2 separate regions of the Mus musculus genome follow, and region 1 is linked to region 2. The links are chromatin contacts, called in public promoter capture Hi-C maps. All regions are on one chromosome and are shown on one strand. Each heading gives the region's core, a stretch centred on a gene start, on an enhancer-like site or on the middle of the called end of the contact. The rest is flanking DNA. Distances are from core to core; before and after follow the strand shown. Region 1 holds the start of Tspan13 (tetraspanin 13). Region 2 holds the start of Atxn7l1 (ataxin 7-like 1).

The links. Promoter capture Hi-C pulls out the DNA fragments that hold promoters and counts their contacts.
Region 1: a contact with region 2 is called in a promoter capture Hi-C map of embryonic stem cells. The contact joins the promoter of Tspan13 here to the promoter of Atxn7l1 in region 2.

The regions. Positions count from the first base shown.
Region 1 is chr12:36,041,097-36,047,480 of GRCm38.p6, reverse strand. It overlaps Tspan13 (tetraspanin 13), which reads left to right and starts at 5,003. Exons shown (of 6, transcript NM_025359.3): 1 at 5,003-5,230. The coding sequence starts at 5,168.
Region 2 is chr12:33,145,600-33,151,511 of GRCm38.p6, reverse strand. Atxn7l1 (ataxin 7-like 1) reads right to left here and starts at 4,541. Exons shown (of 11, transcript NM_001374022.1): 1 at 3,597-4,541; 2 at 3,011-3,079. The coding sequence starts at 3,777. It overlaps F730043M19Rik (RIKEN cDNA F730043M19 gene), which reads left to right and starts at 3,926. Exons shown (of 6, transcript NR_015602.3): 1 at 3,926-4,380.

The sequences.
Region 1 (6,384 bases), core at 3,754-6,253, 2.9 Mb before region 2:
AATATGGTAACTCTAACTTTCTTTTTCTAGAAAATGTCCTCCTCAGATCCATTGTGGGTAGCCTAAGGAGACAGATCCCACGCTCTCATCTGAAATTAGTTACAGATAATGCTGTGGTGACTTTTCAGCCAATGGCTGACTCATTTCACAGAGGTGTGGAGACTTCTGAGTTTGGCCAAAGACATTCTGTTGGCCTTGGTATTCATTCATTTTCTGTTGCCAGTAGTACACCACCACAGACTGGGTGAGTTTTAACAAGAGTTTATTGTGACAATTTCATATATATAATATATATAAAATATCATATATAGGATAATTTCATATATATATATATACATATATATATATACACACACACATATAACCAAAGTGATATGTATTTATGTATGTGTATATATATGTGTGTGTGTGTATATATATATATATATATATACATACACATATATATAAAACCCTCTTATCCCCTCTTTCTCCTGATGAATCCCTTGTTTTTTTAAACAAGTTGGCCTTCTGCTTTCATGTCCTTTTTGTTGCTGATGTAGTTACGCACTGAGCTTTATTTATTTATTACTATTATATTATTATTATTATTATTTTGTTTCAGCTGACTTTAATCCAGAGTTGCTTACATGTGCATGAGTGTTGAGGTTTTTACTAAATCAAGGCAATTTGCCTTTGAATATTTTGATTTCCCCTCCCCCCCAGCAGTCATTAACTGCCAACAGCTCCTGAGGGGACAGTGCTACCTCAAAAGCCCATCCCCCGTGCATGGTGGAATGTGGATGAGGCCCTAGCTTGTCCAGGTCACAACAGCTTCTGTGGGTTCATGAGTGCAACAACCATGGCACATCCAGATGACCCTGTTTTGCAGTGCTAACCCACCTTCCTCTGGCTTTTACATTTCTTTCTGCCTGCTCTTCTGTGATATTCCCTGAGCCTAGGCGTGGGTAATACAGGTGTTTCCTATTTAGGGCTGAGTAGTCAACAGTCACTTTCTCTCAGGTCTTTCCCCAGTTAGCAGACTTTGCAGTAACTGTCACACACTGTAAACAGCAGCTTCTCTGACCAAGGGAAAAGCAGCAGAGTCTATCGGAAACGTACACACTGAGAGGTCAATGTGACATCATGCCCACTTAAGGAAACGACAGTTGCAGTGCCTCTCCCCCTTCTCGGGCCCAGGAGCTCCACAGCCTTACTTGTGATCAGATAAATAACACTAGTCCTATATTCTCTCCTATAGAAAGCAGGGCCACAACCCAACAGAAAACAGTTGTTTTCTTCCACAACAGTCTTGTCACTATTCTATCAGTGGGTACACTGTCCACCTTGTCTGGCAGGTTGGTTACATAGCTCACAGGGATCACAGCTGGATAAGATGGTTTGTGGCTTTTTTTCCCCCCAGCAATCTGTGTAGCACTTTCTGACTCTATCAAAGCTCTCTAGAGGAGAGGAAGTTCTCTGGTCAGTTGATCTTGAGTTTTTTTATTCCCTGTAACCAAAGTTTTTTACTCTTTTTATAATGCTATCAAGGTACAATAATGGGGTTTTTTAAAATCCCATCGATATTATCTAACCTGAATCACCTCCCAAAGGTGAAGTCAGATTATGTTCCCATCTTCTTAAGTAACTCACAATGGGAAATAATTTTCAGTCCAGGGCGTCTTGGGGAGACACTAAACTGTATTCAACTCATAGCTGCCTTGGCAGATCTTAGAACTGTGTTACACTCAGACTTTCTTTCTCTCGTTGTGACCTTTCTGCCCCTTCCCTCTTTGTTCCTCTCCCCACCCTTGCACAGGTACACTTGCGTGCTGGCTGCTGGTCTAGCATTCCCAGACTCCTATTTCTTCCTGAGTCCCACTCTGAGGTTTTCCTCTCCGATTAACCTCTTTCACCTTTAACCCAGCCTTGGCAGGCAAACTCTTGGAAGATCTGGAAAGACTCACAAGAATTTGTCTTTGCTGCGGCTCAGAATGACATCCCAAGCAGCTGATGGTTGTGGCCCATGTCTGTATTTTGCAACACCTGGAAGCTGAGGCAGGAGGATGCAATTTGATGTTAGCTTGGGCTATATAAGTAGATATCTTTGTCTCAGAAAAAAAATAACAATAACAACAAATGCTACAGAGAGAGAAAGAACAAAGAGCGAGTGGAGCAAGGGAAGATAGCGAGGAATGAAAGGGAGCAGGAAAGGGACAAAAGAACAGGGTTGGGGTGTAGAAGTGGATTGAACAGTCTCCTCCATCGACTGGGTAGGAGGCAATCAGCACATCACTTCCTTACTAGTCTACCGAGGGTAGCATAAAGATCCAGTTCATTTATTTCTTCATGAAAGAATCATGTATTTCATACCAAAACACTTTTTATGAAGCCTGCCTTCCTATGTCAGTTAACAACTCAGCCCATGTAATAGACACCAGTTTAAAGCAGTGGACAATGATTGAAGCCATGCTTTTATTTTGCCTGTGCACATGGACATGTGAGTATGCATTCATGACTGTGTGATAAAGCATGCATGCATGCAGGTGTTCAAGCACAGGTGTGCGTGCATGAGGAGGCAAGGAGACAACCTGAGGTATCTATGATTCGTCAGGCACTTCCCCCCTACTTTACAACACAGTCATGGTGGCCTAAGAGCTTGCTGCATAGGCCAGACTGGGCAGCTAGTGAGCCCCAGGAAGCTATCTGCCTGTCTCTACCTCCTCAGCACTGGATGTCTTTCCTTTTGATACTTCAAAAGATTTTCTTTTGATTCATGCTATTTTTGGTGATGTGAATATATGTGCACTTGAGTGCAGGTGTGCACTGAAGCCAGAGTGGTGGGATCCCCTGGAATTGTGAGTTCTGGGAGTCCGATCCTGTCTTCCTTTCTTCCTTTCTTCCTTTCTTTCTTTCTTTCTTTCTTTCTTTCTTTCTTTCTTTCTTTCTTTCTCTTTCTTTCTTTCTTTCTTTCTCTTTCTTTCTTTCTTTCTTTCTTTCTTTCTTTCTTTCTTTCTCTTTCTTTCTCTTTCTTTCTTTCTTTCTTTCTTTCTTTCTTTCTTTCTTTCTTTCTTAGATAGATTCTGTTATTCCATCTAGGCTAGTCTTCAACTCATAATTCTCCTGCCTCTGCTTTCCCAGGGTTGAGATTATAGCTATATGCTATCAAGCTTGACTTCCAAATACAATTCTCTTGCCCACCCAAATCTTTCAGAATGTTTAAAATACACGAAGTATGTAGAAAAGAAAAGCTTGAGACTGAAGTAGTTACTTCCACCCTGAAAACTGCTTACGCTTTATTTGGATAGGATATTGGTGTTGGAGTCTCAGATTTTCTTGTTGACACTTCTTTGTAAACTGCTTAGTTTAGTTTTATTTATATAGTTTAAAACAGAGTCTCCCTATGCAGTGTTGACTGACCTGAAACTCACAGAGATCTGCTTGCCTCTGCCTCCAGAGTACTGAAATTTAAGACGTGCACCACCATGTAAGTATTAAAATTCTGGATTTTAAAAAGAAAAGTAGAGCAGTATAGTTTGGAGTGCAGAGTTATTTCCCATACTAATTTTTAAAAATGTTTCTGGGAATACATACAAGATTGATAAGGATTGCAAGAGACGTAAAATCCATGAGTGTTTATTTGCATGGTGAGTTCTAAAGGAAGTACAAATAGGCTGGAGTATTTGAAGAGAAGGTATTTAATTAACTTGTTTAAGTCAATGATTTTTATGTTTGTTTTTTTTGGGTTTTTTTTTTGTTTTGTTTTGTTTTTGTTTTTTGACATACATTCACCTAACCGTGAGAAGTTTTAGGCTCAAAATGTACAGTAAATTTGAAAATCGCTTTTTAAAAGATCTATTTTACTATTTTACGAGTGTTTTGCCTGCATGTGTGTACCATGTGCATGCTTGATGCCCACTAAGGTCAGAGGAGGGCACTGGATCCCCAGGACTGGAGAGACAGGTGTTGTGAGTGCCATTTGGGTGTTGGGGTCCTCTGTAAAAGCAATAAGTGCCATAACAGCTGAGCCAACTCTTAAGGCCCTTAAAAATCTCTTTATAAAACCTATTGGTAGAATTTCTTTTGATAGAAAATACCAAATAGAAAATACCAAGCCTTTACTGCCGCTTAACAGTTGGAACCCAGTAGTGAGTGCCTTAAAACCATCAGGCGCACTGGTGCATCTGATAGGACACTTTATTCTATGCAAGGGGGTCTGTCAAATAGTGCATGATATACTTCTAATAATCTAGTTAGAGGTTAGGAATCAGGATGAAGATGCAGCAAACAAAAGTGATGATAAATTAATTGAATCTGTTATCGAAAGGCTTCCTAGCTTGTATTTATGCAAAAATAGGCCCCTAAAACCCAGGATCCCACTACAAGAATAAAGACTCCTGATTTATTTTGCACATATGTATTCATAAGGTTTATTAGTATTTCAAAAATCCCTGTAGATTAAGTCCTCTTGATCTGAAATCTGTCACAATTACAGGTTACCTTTCTTACCTATGTCGAGAGAAATTAGTTTTTATTTGCTCTTTTTAGTCTTTCACTGATGTTTTTCCTTTCATTGCCCCCTTCCCTGTTCTCTGTAAATCTTTCATTCTTGTCGTCTTTCTTTCATTCAAACGAGGCCAGGTGCTTCGATTTGTTTTATCATCTCATTCAAAATGGTGCCACGTCACCCACAGGGCAAGAATGGAGAGAGGTGCTGTCATTTCTCCTGCCAGCGTGGAGCCCCGCCCTCTGCTGTTCACCTGGGAGGGGGGAAATTATACAGAGGCCACAGTCTCGTGAGCCAGAGGCCGGCTCCCTCCAGACAGTCTCGGGGCCCCCTCCTCCTCCTCCTCCTTCTCCTCCGCTGAGCTGCCCCGCCTCTCCCGGACCCCAGAGCGCATTGATTTGCATATCTCTACCTTTGTTCCCTAGCAGTGGCCAATCAGAGTGCAGGGCGAGACGAGGCGGCGGGGCGGGGCGCGCGATCGGCGGATCCGCTGCGGCCGCAGGTTGCAGAGCGGGTGGGAGCCGCTGCGGGCGCGGCACTGCAGCCCTGATCCTGAACCCCGAACCCGAGCCCCGAGCCTAGCCCGGGCCACAGGCTCAGGAGGCCAGGATCCAGAAGCTACTCGCCCAGCCCGGCGGAAGACGCCTCGACCCGCAGGCACCCGCTAGCCCACGCGCCACGATGGTGTGCGGGGGCTTCTCGTGCTCCAAGAACTGCCTGTGCGCGCTCAACCTGCTGTATACCGTGAGTAGCCCGCGCCCGGTGGCACCTGCGGGGGCCGTCGGCCTCCTCCCCGCCTGAGTATTCGCCTGCGCCCCATCCCGCGCCCCTTGCGGGCTTCCCACGCCCCAGTTTCGCCTGCAGCCCCCGCCCGGGACCCCGAGCCTGCTTGTCGCAGTCTCCGCCCGTCCTTCATTGTGGCGCTCGCCCCTCGCCCTGCTCTCTGCAGCCCTTCACTTTCGCGTTCCTTCCCACTCTCCCCATTCTTTCATCCATCCCCAGGTTTCCATCTCAATCCCTCTAGCCGCACGCTTTCGGCTGGCCATCCCATCTGGAGGTTCGGAGGCTGGAGAGCAGCCCGGGCTTAGGGGACAGGTTTGCGGGATAGTGGGGCCTGGGATGGACCAGGCGGCCTGTGGATGGCGCGCTTCTGGCACAGCTCTAAAAGCTGCCTTTTGAATGGAGGCCATAGAGCAGGTTCACAGGATATCCGTGGCTTCCGAAGTTTGTTTCGTGCTTACATAAAGTCTCTTTGTTGATGTTTCTGCCCGTGAGGTATTCGCCTGATGCTTTTCCCATGCCATCTTCCTTCCCCTTTATCAATATTCTAGCTCCATTTTTGGCGAAGTCCTTCAGTATATAGTCCTCCACCCAAGTCGTTTTTATTTTTTTATTTATTTTTTCCTCCCTACGTATCAGCATATGCCTTCCAGCTTTAACATGGAAAACTCAGTTTGATTTTTTTTTTTTTTGAGGCATAATTGTGGCTGGACAGCAGGAAGTTGAGGTGATGTTTATTGAAAACCTTCACCACCCCAGCCTTTTCATTTGTCAATTTGTTATCTATCTGTGGCAAGCGCAGTTGTCTAAATTTTATAACGGTAAAGACCAAAAAAGGCTTTACTAAGTTTTCATAACTGGTAGTTGGAGAGTCTGGACTGGAACCAAGCTGTGGAATCTAGACCTTTCCACAAGCTGCCTCTCCTGCGTGGAAGAAACTTCCTTTCGGTCATCTCATTCCATCGGAGACTTGTTCTCTTCTATAAATACATCTGGTGCTTGCAGCACCCACCCTGAAAACAAACCCAGTTTCCCTGCATTAGCAGAGCCAGGCCATCTGGGCCAGCTTAGGTTACATCTATGGACAAGAGAGGCCGCTTGTGGTTGACAAGCAGAGA
Region 2 (5,912 bases), core at 3,292-5,791:
CTAAGGCAGCCCTCACAAGCCCAGGCCAAAAGGGAACTAGCAACAGTTTGCAATTCAAATGCCTTTGCTGAATCCTCTGTAAGTATAATTTTAGAGGGGATAGGAAGGCTGATGGGAAGGTTCTTCACGGAAACTTCAGAGCATCCAGCTAACAGGACCTCCTCAGCATAGGCGACAAAGCAAAGGAAGGGATGCAGGAGGAGATGTCAACTACCAGATTACTCAAAAAGTCTGCCAGTGCCTGCAGTATCTGCCCCAGCAGTGGCGAGATAGCTCGGGAGGCAAAATGACTCCAATTTCATATTTCCAGCCTCACTTCCCGTCTGAAAAATGATTGTACCACATTGATGCTCAGAAAAGCACTATTCACAATAGTCAAAAGGTAGAAACGGCCCACACACCCAATGGATGAGTAGTAGATGCCAAAAGGAGCATGACTCTACCTTGAAAAGGCCTGAACTGATACACGATGTAACATGGATGAACCCTGTGAACACTCTGCTAAGAGAAACAAGCTCAACCCACGAAGGGCAAATATCGTCGTGGGAGGAGTCAGGTTCCCTGAAGAATCTCGAACAGGAACCTTCCCAGAGGCAGAAAGGGAATGGAAGATGCCAGGACCAAGGGGCTGGGGGACATGGGAAATCATCGCACATATGATTACGTCTGCTGAGACGGTAAACAGGCCGGGAAATGAAGATTAGTGACAGTTGTAAGACACTGTAAATATACTTAATACCACTGGGTTATGTGCTCAGGAAAGCTTACAATGGTAGGTTTTATGTTATATACTTGGCACTGCAACAGTATGTCCTGCCATTTCTCAATTGCAACCCTAAACTTTTATTCTTTTATTACCATATTTCTCCTCAAGACCTGCTTCTAGCCAACAGCACCATGGCCAGGCATGTATGTTCATAAACACAGATGCACAGAGTCCCACAGGGGCTACGCTGGGTCCTGCAATCATCCTTCACAAGTATCTGCCCACCCTAAGGCCTCCCACTTGATTACTCCAACAAGGGGGCCCAATGTGACCACACTGTGACACAGAGCCTCGGCCCAACTCTTAAGTTCTTACCAAAGGGCATGCACTTGCTACACACATGTTCTCTGTAAGAAAAGCTGCGTTCCTACACTAGGAAGACCTCAGGAACTTCTCATTCCTCATTGTCACCCAAGGCCACTCCACGAGGCCCACAACAAAGAGATTAAGTCCATGCCTGGCTATATAAGCCAACTGCTTGGGACACTGAACAGCGACAGGGTGTCCCTCCTGCAAACGCATTCAATTCGAAGCAAATCCTTGTACCCTCACAGGACAGAGGAGAGAAGAAGCAAGACTATGATTTCTGAGAGAAGGAGAGCATTTCATTCTCCCTTGCTCGTGCAGCAAAGAGAACCTGAGAACAAGAGCAGTCTGACATAGATGGGGCAGCAGGAAGATAAATTTTGTGGGTTATGGTCCTAACTCATCACCCTGGCCTGCCACGTGCCAATCCTGTGCACGCCACAGCCTTGAGTCAACTTTAGCATACAGTGCTGGTGGTCTGAGAGCTTAGCTCTCTAAAAGGTTCAAGACCTCAAGAGTTTCCTGGGAAGAGAGGCGACCACTGGGGATCCCTTTCCATTGCCAACACACATGAACATTTAGCACCAATAAGCTGCCACTTGTAAGAAGCCCGCTTGACGCCAGTCCCCCGAGGATCCTAAACACACGCATCAAGATCACGCTAAGATATTTAGAGGCAAACATCTTTAGAATAATGTTTTGTTCCCAAAGTACTTAATTAGCAGAAACACAGTGCCGGAGAACAGCCCTTGAGTTAAGATGTAAATGTTTTAATGTCCACGTTCTTTCCTGAAACACAAGCGATTCGTCTTACTGGACGGTCAGGAAATAGTGTGGCACTGAAAATCGGCAATTCTTGGTGTGAGTCCGCAAGTCCCAACTTTCCAAGCAGGTCTCATCCACCTCTGCGGGCAACACCCCCTTTCACCAGTGGACTAGGCTGCAGACTCGAATGGCTTTTCTCCACTCGCCGCGGATGAGAAAATGCTCCTACTGTCAAGTTACGTCTGAACTTTTTTGACAACCCCCATCAATTCCTCTGGCCCCTCCATGACTCCTTCCCACCACCAATTTCGGCCAGTTCTCCATACAAGACTCCAGATAGTGCATCACAATTCAAACGAACCCATCCTTTCTTTAAGCACAAAGTAGGTCCTCCAGTGTGGCTCCATTTGAAGCCAGAGGCCAGAGTGACCAATGGCAGGCTTGCAAACAAGGATCACTGATTTACAACAACCAAAGGTGTATGGTGTGCCCAGGCCTGACATAATGGCTTCACTCACATGCCAGATCTGGGGTCATTGTCTGTTCAATGTGTCCCCTTTCAGGTATCATATTTTCATGCTGGGAAGCACAGATTTGTGGGGGGAGGGGTCAGAGTGCAGGCCAAAGATCTGCACATATTGATAACCCCTAACCCTGGTCACTGCCTACAGTCTGTGACCGTGACCAGCAACAAGTAACAAAATGCTACTTGCAGCCAAGGCTTGCCATGTGCAACGGTTTTCAGTGAGAGTGGAGAAGCTGCCGGAATGACCGACCATGTGGGGTTCATTAAAACTTGTGAATTTACATACAAGGGAGGCTGGAATGCTTGTGAAGGGAGCCCCATGCCTCCTCACTCAGGGATTTCAAACCCCACCACCACCATTGGCCAATGGTGCTCCAAGGAGAATGGCAGAGACCAATGTGGACTCCAGCGGAGTGCAGTAAACTTCTGCCTTCCACAGCCTCCCCCACACTGAAAGACCCCCCCCCCAAGTTGTATTTATACTTCGAAGAAGGAAGTTAACAGTGAAGCAGTAGTCACCTGGGCGTGCTCAATTTCTGACAAGCCTTAGTCACTCTGTACCCAACAGAACAATTCACATTATATTCCAAAGCCTGTGAAGACTCTGCCACACAAGCTAACACTAACATGCCAAGAGCTCCACTTACCTTCTTTATTAAGCCTCATAACCTCCCTGCTTTTGCCACCCTCTTTTCCAGCCTCTTCTAAATCTACATCTGCAGATGAAAAAGAAAAGGAAAAAAGAAAATGAGGAAAAAAGGGGGGATGCCAAAGTCAAGGGGGGAGGGAGAGTGTTTATTGACAAACAGATCGATCTAAATACTGTATCTGAAAATCTTGCAAAATTTGACAATGCAACATTTTCTCCCGAGTCTGGCTTTCCATCTACCTGGCCCAGATAGGTACCCCCAAAAAAGGAAAGGAAAAAAAAAACTATGCAAGCAGCAACAGAGTCGCCTTTTAAACAGACACCACCGTGGGGCTGCGAAAGCCCACCCCGCAGGCTGCCTGCCCCGGAGAGCCAGGCACAGACAGACAGACAGCTTTGCTGGCAGCCGGGCCTCTCTGTGCTCTGATGGTCTGTGTCTGTGTGTATTTATTTAGAGAGAGAGAGAGAAGCATGGAGGACGCCGGGGGCCACTCTCTCTCACACACACACTTTTTCCCAGTGGCTCTAGGTGAATGGAAAGGTTACAGGATAATAAAAGGAGGTACAGGCGGTGGGGTTCTTACTGTCGGAGCAGTGTAATTTGGCGGCGTCGATCCAGGAGGACCAGGGTTTGCCCAGAAACGCCTCCGGACTGGGCACTTTGCGGTGCAGTGTCGCCATTGCTGTTCCTTCTTGTTGCTTTTTCCCTGTTCCTTCGGCAGCAGCAGCCGAGAGACACGGGATTCGAGAACGCTCCGACGTCATCTTCGGAACGTTCCGACATTGAGTGTTCTGAGAGGGGGAGGAGGGCGGCGGAGGAGGCGGGAGGCGGGGCGCGCTCGGCCCTGCCCGGCCCTGCTGTGCTGCGTGCAGCCGCTGGGGGCGCCAGAGAGGCGCCGTGTGCGCGGGGCTCGGGAGAGCGCGGAGTCCGGCAGGCTGAGAGCAGAGCCTGAGTGCGCCGCCGGTTCAGCCGGGCAGGGTCGCCTCGCGCCAGGATGCTGCGCCCCGCCGCCCTGTCCAGCCAGCAACCCTGGCGCGACCCCGGGAAGAAGCACAGGTTCTTTCGTCCAGTCGCCGCTGGAGGACCGAAAGTTTTGCTCGCTGCAAGTCTCTTCCTCCCAGAGTCCCAGTCACCCACCATGCGACGTCCCAGAAGGATCCCGGAGGCTTAGTGGGAACGAAATCGGCTGTTTTGCACCCCTCCATCCTTATCCCTCAGGGTAGAGCAGGGACTCTAGAGAGTACACCTCCCAGCTACCATCCACTTCACCCTGTCTCCTCTCTCGGTGAGCCTTGGAATCCGGTCTCTTCGCAGATGCCTTCAGGAGTCAGAAGCAAAGGGGAAATGGACATAACTCCGAGAAACCGGTGAGTGGGGGCAAGGGGAGTGATCATCCCATCCTTGGTTTCATAGCAGGCAAAATTCCAAAATCATTTTGTCTCTGGCGTTCCCGGGGATCTGTGCGATGGTTGTGTGTCCCAGCTGGTAGAGCCACTGCGGAGACTTTGCTCCGCGCACACCAGAGACTGAGCGAGCTCAAGGCTCTTGGGTGATGCTAAGCCCCTCCCTCAGACCCAGCACTTGCACAGAGCAAGCAGGTTGGCCAGAGGACTTCGCATCACCGGAGAACCTGACTGCCAGGTGTGTAGACGCGTGGCGCTTTGAGATGTCTCTTCTGACCCTAGGGGCTGGTAAATGAGACCTTAACCTTCTGTTACCTCTTTAGAATTGTTTGCTTACTAGGAATTCCCTAAACTGTAAAGACACCCTTACCCCCGTAATCAATAACTTTTCTATTTGTGAAGCATCCTTCCATTCTTACCACTGCTGTCCCCGGGAGCCCTTCTGCTCCACACTGAAGCGTTGCTTAATTCTGGGCTGTATTCTGGTGGGGCTGGAATGTCCTGGCACTCAGCACCATGAACCTCAAAACCTGCATTAGGATGGGGGCGGGGAAGGAACCTCTGGAGGCTTGTTTTCAGCTGTGATGTGTGTGCGCGAGTGGGCCTGCCTCTATGGGACATGGATAATTCTCAGGTTTGGATGAATTGCTACCTAACTAAGGTGCCAGTGGGTAAGGAATTACCTTACTTTAAATACTTGTGGTTTGGGAAATATTTCTCAGACCTTGACATCTTAGATGAGCCAGGCGCTGTACCTGACATTACTTCACCCATGCATCTTTTTAAATAACATTGTTTCTCATGGACCGGTTGCCCAGGGTCAGAGAGAGAGGGAGATCCATCCTGGTCTTCACAGAGCTGCAGCTGGAGAACGATCATGCTTAGCTCTTCAGGGAAGCTAGGCATGTGTACAGTGACCCCAGACCAGTGTGGCAAGGGTATGGACTTTCACGGCAGGGCCAGTTCCTTGGCGGAAGTTGAAATGAGCTAAGAGTGTTCAGAAAAAATGTGTCACCAAGAAAACGGAATCTGCTCTGCATATTAGAAATTGGGAAGATCTTATAGTAAGCTGAGGTCTGGTCTTGCCTAGAAAAGGGGACCATGCAGAACCTTGGGTGAATGTAAGCATATGTGGGTCGATGGTGTGGCTTAGCTGTGTAACGTCTTGTGTCCTACTAGGACCATCATTGGGAGCTAGCTGGAGGCAGCTAGGAAAAAACCAACATGTTCCATTCAAACATGTCCCCAAAATTGCTTAATAGACTTCGACTTAAATGAATCCATCTATCCCATCTGCCACTCTTGCTAAATTTCTCTGAGCATCTCAATTTGTGAGGACTTTGCTACCTACACCATTCGTTTTTCTCTAAGATTTCTCAGCACCTGGAAGGCAAGTGTACCACCCACCTTGCTGGTTGGACCATGTTGTTTATTTTTCCTACCTCACTTCTGGTGATAGATTAGAAACAGGACTAACATCAGAAATCCTCCTCGCC